2 separate regions of the Gossypium raimondii genome follow, and region 1 is linked to region 2. Evidence: chromatin contacts called from public Hi-C data. All regions are on one chromosome and are shown on one strand. The core of a region is the stretch at or near the end of the contact, and the rest is flanking DNA. Distances in the headings are between cores, read along the strand shown.

Region 1 (3,415 bases), core at 136-2,635, 560 kb after region 2:
TTACCTTGTTGAGATATATCATAGGAGTACGCCCAATCAACTATATCAATTTTGTCACAACTGCTCAAAATCAGTAAAGGTTTGACGCATAAGCAAAACATTACTATCAAAAGTAAACAAACTAATGCTTTTCAAGCAACACCTACACAGCAAGACATAATCAATCTAGAAGACTATGGATAAATTTTTTTTACTAGAAATGGCATTACAACATTCTGAAATGTTAAGTGGTATGTCATAAAGTTAACATGACCACATTTTATTGAATCATTCTATTCTTTAGCTCAAAATGTAATCACTATCAACTGCAAGAGATTAAAGAAGCAACAAAAAGGGAAAATAAGAAGAACTACTCTCCTGGTTAAGAAAACTGTCTCCATAATTATAAAAATTAAGGTGGTGTTTCTCCAGAACCAATAAATGACTAAATCCATATTATAGGGTCTAGACCTATGTTACTAAGACTCGGCTGTGAATTGTAAGAGTCGGAAATGGGTATATGCCTGACATGACTGTACTCAAAATTTTCTGGTTTCTAGATGGTTATCTTCAAATTGTTCATGCTTCCAGGTCTTTGGAGGATCATATCTCCATATTCAAGAAAATGAATATTTCAGCAACATAAGTCACACTAACATAATCAATCTCTCAAGTAAATTAAATAGAAGAAACAAGTAACAAAAAGAAAATCAACATTCTAGAGAAGTATATATACTACACTCTTAAACAAGAAAATCAACATTCTAGAGCAGTATATACAATACACTCTTAAACAACAGTAACCACTTCTTAACCACCCCCCCTCCCCCCCCCCCCCCAAGACCCCTTCAAATATTATCCTATAGAAGAGAAGGCAAAGAAACTTGAACAGTAAATAGAATAAAATGCTATTAACCCACAAAAATCACTTCTCATTTCTCCCATTTCAAGGAAAATACAAAGAAAACCAATAAAATTCTTAGCCTCAAAAAGACAAAAACAAAACAGCAACTTGAAAAAAAAAACCTATTACTTCATTGAAGGGGAAATTGGTATTAAAAAAACTAGAACCTGGGTTACATCCTCAGCAATATTAACAGCTTCAAATCCCTCTACTTGTTCTTGTTCTTGTTCTTCTTCATCTTCTTCTTCTTCTTCTTCTTCTTCTTCTTCGACTATTAAAGAAGAAGCTCTTCTTGTTGCAGCAAAGGAGGCACTTTTTACAATTAACATAGGTTTATCATAGAATGAAAAGTTCAATGAAGCATTAAACGGTGGAAAACTGTACTGTTTAGGTATACAAAGAAAGGGTTTTGGAGGAGGGAGATGTAGCAGAGAAGATGATAGTGACATTTTCGTTCTCCGTAGAGGTTTTCCTGAGGTTTTAGATTGGCTCTTCGCTTTTATAGACCCACCCTTATCTTTCCTTTTCTCTTTTTTTTTTTTGTTTTTTGTAATAAATTATTGGTAAGGCCTAATTTCCCTGAATAATGAAACTTTTATATTTTTTAGAATAATAATGAAAGTTTTAATTGAATAATATTTTTGCTTAATTTTTCGGATAGACCACAAACACGTTAGTGACGTACTCTGTTCGGTTGGATTCCGTTTTAGAGAGGAATTAAATTATTTTTAATTTTGAAATTAAAATTGTATTGAATAAAATTGAGATATTCAAAATTGATAAATGTTGGACGGTTTTAATAAATTGAGATTTTGTTGGAAAAGAAATCTATATCAGTTCAAAAACTTAATATTATAATTATTAATTTTTATAGCAATTCTAGATTCATTTATACATTTATAAAGTAAATTAAATATTTAAACTAATATCATAATCATCCAACCATTAAAAAATCATTTTAAGTTAATTATTAAGTTGATAAATCATTCATATACCTAATGTTTTGTTGTCTCATTTCATTAAATTAATTTAATTAGTGCTTGCTTTAATTTGTTATAACTAAGTCATTGCAATATGTCATATAATCAATTAAATTTATAATTATTATATATATAATTGACAACTTATGAATAATTATCTTTTTATAAATAAAATATTATAAAGTTTAATAAACTATTTTTCTTAAATTAAAATTATGCTTAATTATTATATTTAAAATATCCACTTTCTCTAATATAAAACTACATTTTTAGTATTTTTTATGAAATACTGTTATAACTTTAATTTTTGAAAGATATTATCTAATTTTTAATAGTAATAATAACAATAATAAGGTTAAATGAATTAGTCCATATGGATATTGAAATAGTCAATTTATTATTCTTGTAAGATTGTTCCTTTAAATAATTTTTTTCTCATTCAATTTGATTTGAATAAAATGGGTTTCATGCGGAAAATCGAACTCAAATCGAATTATGCGGTTTGGGTGATAACATCAACCCGACATCGAATTAAATAGTACAATACCTGAACCTAACATAATACATCATTTTTAGATTTTCTCAATTTCTTTGCTTATCCCTATGGGTTTATTTATACATAATATTTTGTGTTAAATCAAATTTTATTTTATTAATAAATTTTATAAATAATAATATCATAAATAAATGTAAAAGCTATTGTATCTCACAATTTTCTATTATTACGATTATAAATTATTGCTTTAACAATTAAAATTTAATTTTAATTGATTAATTATATTGTAAAGGTTCATTTTTTATAGGTTTGTAAAATCATATTCTAATCAAAGTACAATAGAAGTAATACAGTAAGGTTAAAACAACTTATTCTAATCAAATATCAAATAAAGGAAGTAAACTTTTATACGGATTCCACTTATGCAGCCTGCACCGTACCACGGGGGTCGAATTGCAACCCAGTCCAGTATTTTGCTTATTAGGGATCTGCGATTGATTGCAACCTTCACCCTCGTAGATCCCCCTATCTTGCCACTTATATTTTATTTTAACAGGAATTTGGGTCACACAACTATAACAAAAAAAAACTACATATAATGCTATTAATATACTTGAAAAATAAATAAAGGAAAAATGTATGACAAATTGATAAACATTTTCTTTGTTATTATGAAGTGAGAAGTAGACTTTAGAAAAAATATGATAAAATGTATAAATACCTCTTAATATGATTCTCGTTACAAAAATATATGAAGTTATGGTGAAATATAAGACTTGATGATTTTGACCATGTGAAAAATCATAAATTGCTTTTGATATGAATTTGATACATGTTTGTATATGAAAGATTAAGAATACCTTTGGGGTGATCAGTGAGTAATATATATATTTGAATATGTAGTTCATGTAAACTTAGTAGATATGTTAAGATACTATTGACATGTTAATTAGGGTCATAATTGCATTTGGTATGGGGTTTGATCTATTATGTGATTCCCTCAATTGAGCATTCTTTGCAGACCATCGGGTATACAAATTCACTTCGAAGACCTTC
Region 2 (3,749 bases), core at 215-2,714:
TGTTCTCTGATACACCGTGTCAATCAATTACACATTATACAGAATATCAAATGCAAGCTGCTCAAGCATATTCATAACATTCACTGTATCAAACTGGGTCTAATTATGAAATTCACCTATGTTATAGAAACTGAGAAATTAGTGTAATTGTTGATAAATACATGAACTTGAACTATTAATTTTTACTAATTTATTATATATAAATTGTTGAACCGGTGAGTTTTGCTTCCTTGCATATAAATCTATGAACTGCTAGTTTGTAAGTCAATGATTTTATAACAAGATTCAATAGTGTTTACCGAGTTGGACTAACTTTTCAGTTTTAGAAAAGTAACGAAGATCAAATTTTGACAAATTAAACCCAGTAAAGTATATAATGTATATTCTCAAGAAAGAGTTGTAGATTACCTGCATCATTGATCTGATTTGGTCCTTAGAGGGTGGATCAAAGTGCGGCCCAGGCAAACGCTTATTAATATCACTACAGAAGGAATAAATTAAAGATGCATTTAACATAGAAAGCGGTTAACAGTACATGTACCATTGCATGATTATGAAATGAATGAAACATAGAACGTTTAAGCAAAATTCCTCACTTATACACCAGCAAGACAGCGATATATAGATCTTCAAATGTCAAAGTAGCTCTTCCTGATTGATTTTTGACACGCTCAAAAACCTTATCACTGATTTTCCTAATCTGTCTCTTTCTCCATTCCTTCCCTGCAAAAAGCAAGTGTTAAACTATCAAATACTCGCTTATAGCACTACAAACAGTCAAATGTTACTTCCTCTCATTAAACCCAATACTAATAAAATACAGTTTCCAGAGAATATCAAATCCAACCCAGCACGGTAAATATCAATGAAAGCAGAAGCCATGAAAAAACACTTGTTCAAACTAATCACTCAACATGAACATCTACCCATCATAATTCCAGATGCACATTTCTCTAAAGCGATAATTAAAGCTTAATTTGACCTTTACTTTTAAAACAATAAAAATTAGAAATTTAAATTTTCTATAGAAAACAAAAAGTTAGACCTTTTCTTTTTAATTTAAATATAATATAGTCTTTACAAAAATAAGATACGGCTAAAAGAGAATACCTTTCTATGGAATATAAACTAATATATATATATATATATATTAAAAAGCGCCCTTAATTCCCATGATTTAAAAGAATCGACTTCTGGGTTTCAAATATCATAAACTTTTGAATAACAAAGTTTCGAGATAAAGGGAAATTTAAAAGGGAGAGAAAAAAGCTTACCATGGAATTTTTCTAGGACTTGTCCCATGACTTCAGAAACGACGTAGCTTTGGAGATTCTAAAGGTTTCAGTGTGCCGATGAAACAAAGATGAAGGTGTATCCCATGGTGGATTTACGGCGGAAAGAAAAATAAAGCAAAAGACAAGAGGGAAAGGACACTTGATACGGTGGCGTTTCAAAAATTAGAAGTGACGTAGCACATTGAAGGTGGATGATAGTAACGTGTGGATGTGGACATGTGGTGATGTACTTCGCAGATCCAATCTTCACATTTCATCTATGACTTTTGGGTAAACTACGCCCATATGTCATCCAACTATGGGTTATTATCTTTTGTCACTCAATTATGAATTTGTTTCTTTTTTGTCACCCAATTAATCAAGATTGTATTTTTTTGATCCATTTCTGTTAATTGCACTGACGGGAGAGTGACATGGCAGTTGAGAAAGCAATATAATAACAAATTTAACTTTTAACTTTTACATATTATATCGATTTAATCATAATTTTAAAAAATTAACCCTCAAAATTTACAAATTGTCTCAATTTGATCTTAATTTTATTTAATATAAATATAAATATAAATATAACTTTATTATTATTTATTTGAAATATTTATGTATTTTTATATATTTCTTTGAATCTTTTTGAAATTAGGATCAAATTGAGATCAATTGTAAATTTTAGGGTTAATTTTTAAAATTATGAATAAATCAATATATTATGTAAAAGTTAAGGGCTAAATTTATTGTTATGCCGATTTTTCAACTATCATGTCACCTTTCCATTAGTGCAATTAATGGAAATGGACTAAAAAAATATAATCTCGATTAATTAGGTGACCAATTTTAAAAAATTATAGTTGGGTGACAAAAAAAAGAAACAAATCCATAGTTGGTTGATCAATCTAAAAAAAATTCATAGTTGGATGATCAAAAAGAAAATGACCCATAGTTGAGTAACCTGTGGTGTAATTTACCCATGACTTTTTATTTTTATTTTAGGGTAAATTCCACCATTAATCACAAAATTATGGGTAAATTTTTATTTTGGTCACTTAACTACAAAAATGTTACAATTTGATCACTTTCGTTTTCAAATATTTTGTCACCTATGGTTAAACGATAATTTTTAGTTGGTATAATAACAATTTTAGTCCTTGATTTTTATACTTTCATCAATTTGACCCTAATTATATATAATATAATAAAATTTGAAATTCTTTTTAAATTTTAAAATTATAAAAATTTAAATTTAAATAAAAGTAGATGAAATTTTCAAAAATTGATAAAGTGAGAGAAAATGAGGGAAATGTAACGACTGAACTTTTGTTGGTGTCGAAAAATACAATTTCGGAACCCCATTTCCTTAAACTGAGTTCGTAAAGATAAAATAAGAAGATTTACAGAGCTGGTATAAAAATATATTAAAGACCGATTAAGTAATTTAACCGAAAAAATCATTAATTAAAGTTTAGGGACTAAATTGTAAAAGTCCAATCACTATTAAATTATAATTTAGAAAATGCTTGAGGACTTAGTTGGCAATTATCCAAAGCACCTAACTGGTTTTTAAAATATTTTTTTCTGACATAGTAGGAAATGATGATGTAGCCATTTAATTGATATAATTGTAATTAATAAATATAAATATGATAAATTAGTGAAATAAACATGATTAATTAAGATTAATCTATCTTTAATCTAAGCATATATATTAACTTAAGTGGGAGATGACAACATTATCATCTTCTTCCTTAAGCTTTCAACTGTCCAGGCTTGAGAAATAAAAGAAGAAAACATTGCCCATCCATTTAACTTTCGGCCATTCAATTGAGCAGGTAAGGAAGCAATTTGTTGTGATTTAAAAAAAAAAAAATTCTTAATCATCTAAGCTTAGTTCATCACACCCATGCTTTAAATTTTGTAATTTCTAAGTGTACAACAAGTTACCATTGTTGGAGGTTGATGAAATTGAGCTTGATAATGGTAGATATCTAGTTGTTGAACTTAGATTTTACTATGATTGTATTGAAAGATAGGAAAATAGCTTAGAATTAAATATTTAGTTAATTTTCATATTAGGGACCATATTGAATAAAATTAAAGATCATGAAATTATGCTAGAGATGAAAAATATAGGGTCCCTAATGAAAGAATATGAAATTGAATTTTGATCTGATGTAAGATATGGACAATTATGAGTATTTTTAATATAGGGACTAAAATGAATAAAATGAATAAAATGCAAAATATGTTGATTATGTGTTTGAATGTGAACTAAAATCATTTTTATAATTGAATTATCGAATGAAGTTAAAGATGACGTTGGGCCATCACGAGAGAAAGGAAAGATAAGAGTCGTAGACAAGTAACGAATACGGTTTGTATTTTCATGATTTGAATTCAACATGTATAGATATGTATGTTTAGATACAAACTAGCTTATTTAAGGTAAAATATTCTGTTTGTCTC

The links. A called contact is a pair of places that touch in the nucleus more often than the background predicts.
Region 1: a contact with region 2 is called in a Hi-C map of leaf, with 3 times the contacts expected there. The contact joins the promoter of LOC105783524 here to the promoter of LOC105783490 in region 2. A contact is called at or near these places in 2 of 2 Hi-C or Micro-C datasets (both in leaf).

What each region holds. Positions count from the first base shown.
Region 1 is chr13:28,420,312-28,423,726 of ASM2569854v1, forward strand. It overlaps LOC105783524 (S-sulfo-L-cysteine synthase (O-acetyl-L-serine-dependent), chloroplastic), which reads right to left and starts at 1,386. Exons shown (of 11, transcript XR_001130102.2): 1 at 1,051-1,386; 2 at 1-40.
Region 2 is chr13:27,860,708-27,864,456 of ASM2569854v1, forward strand. LOC105783490 reads right to left here and starts at 1,465. Exons shown (of 5, transcript XM_052626867.1): 1 at 1,275-1,465; 2 at 597-723; 3 at 409-481. The coding sequence starts at 1,302.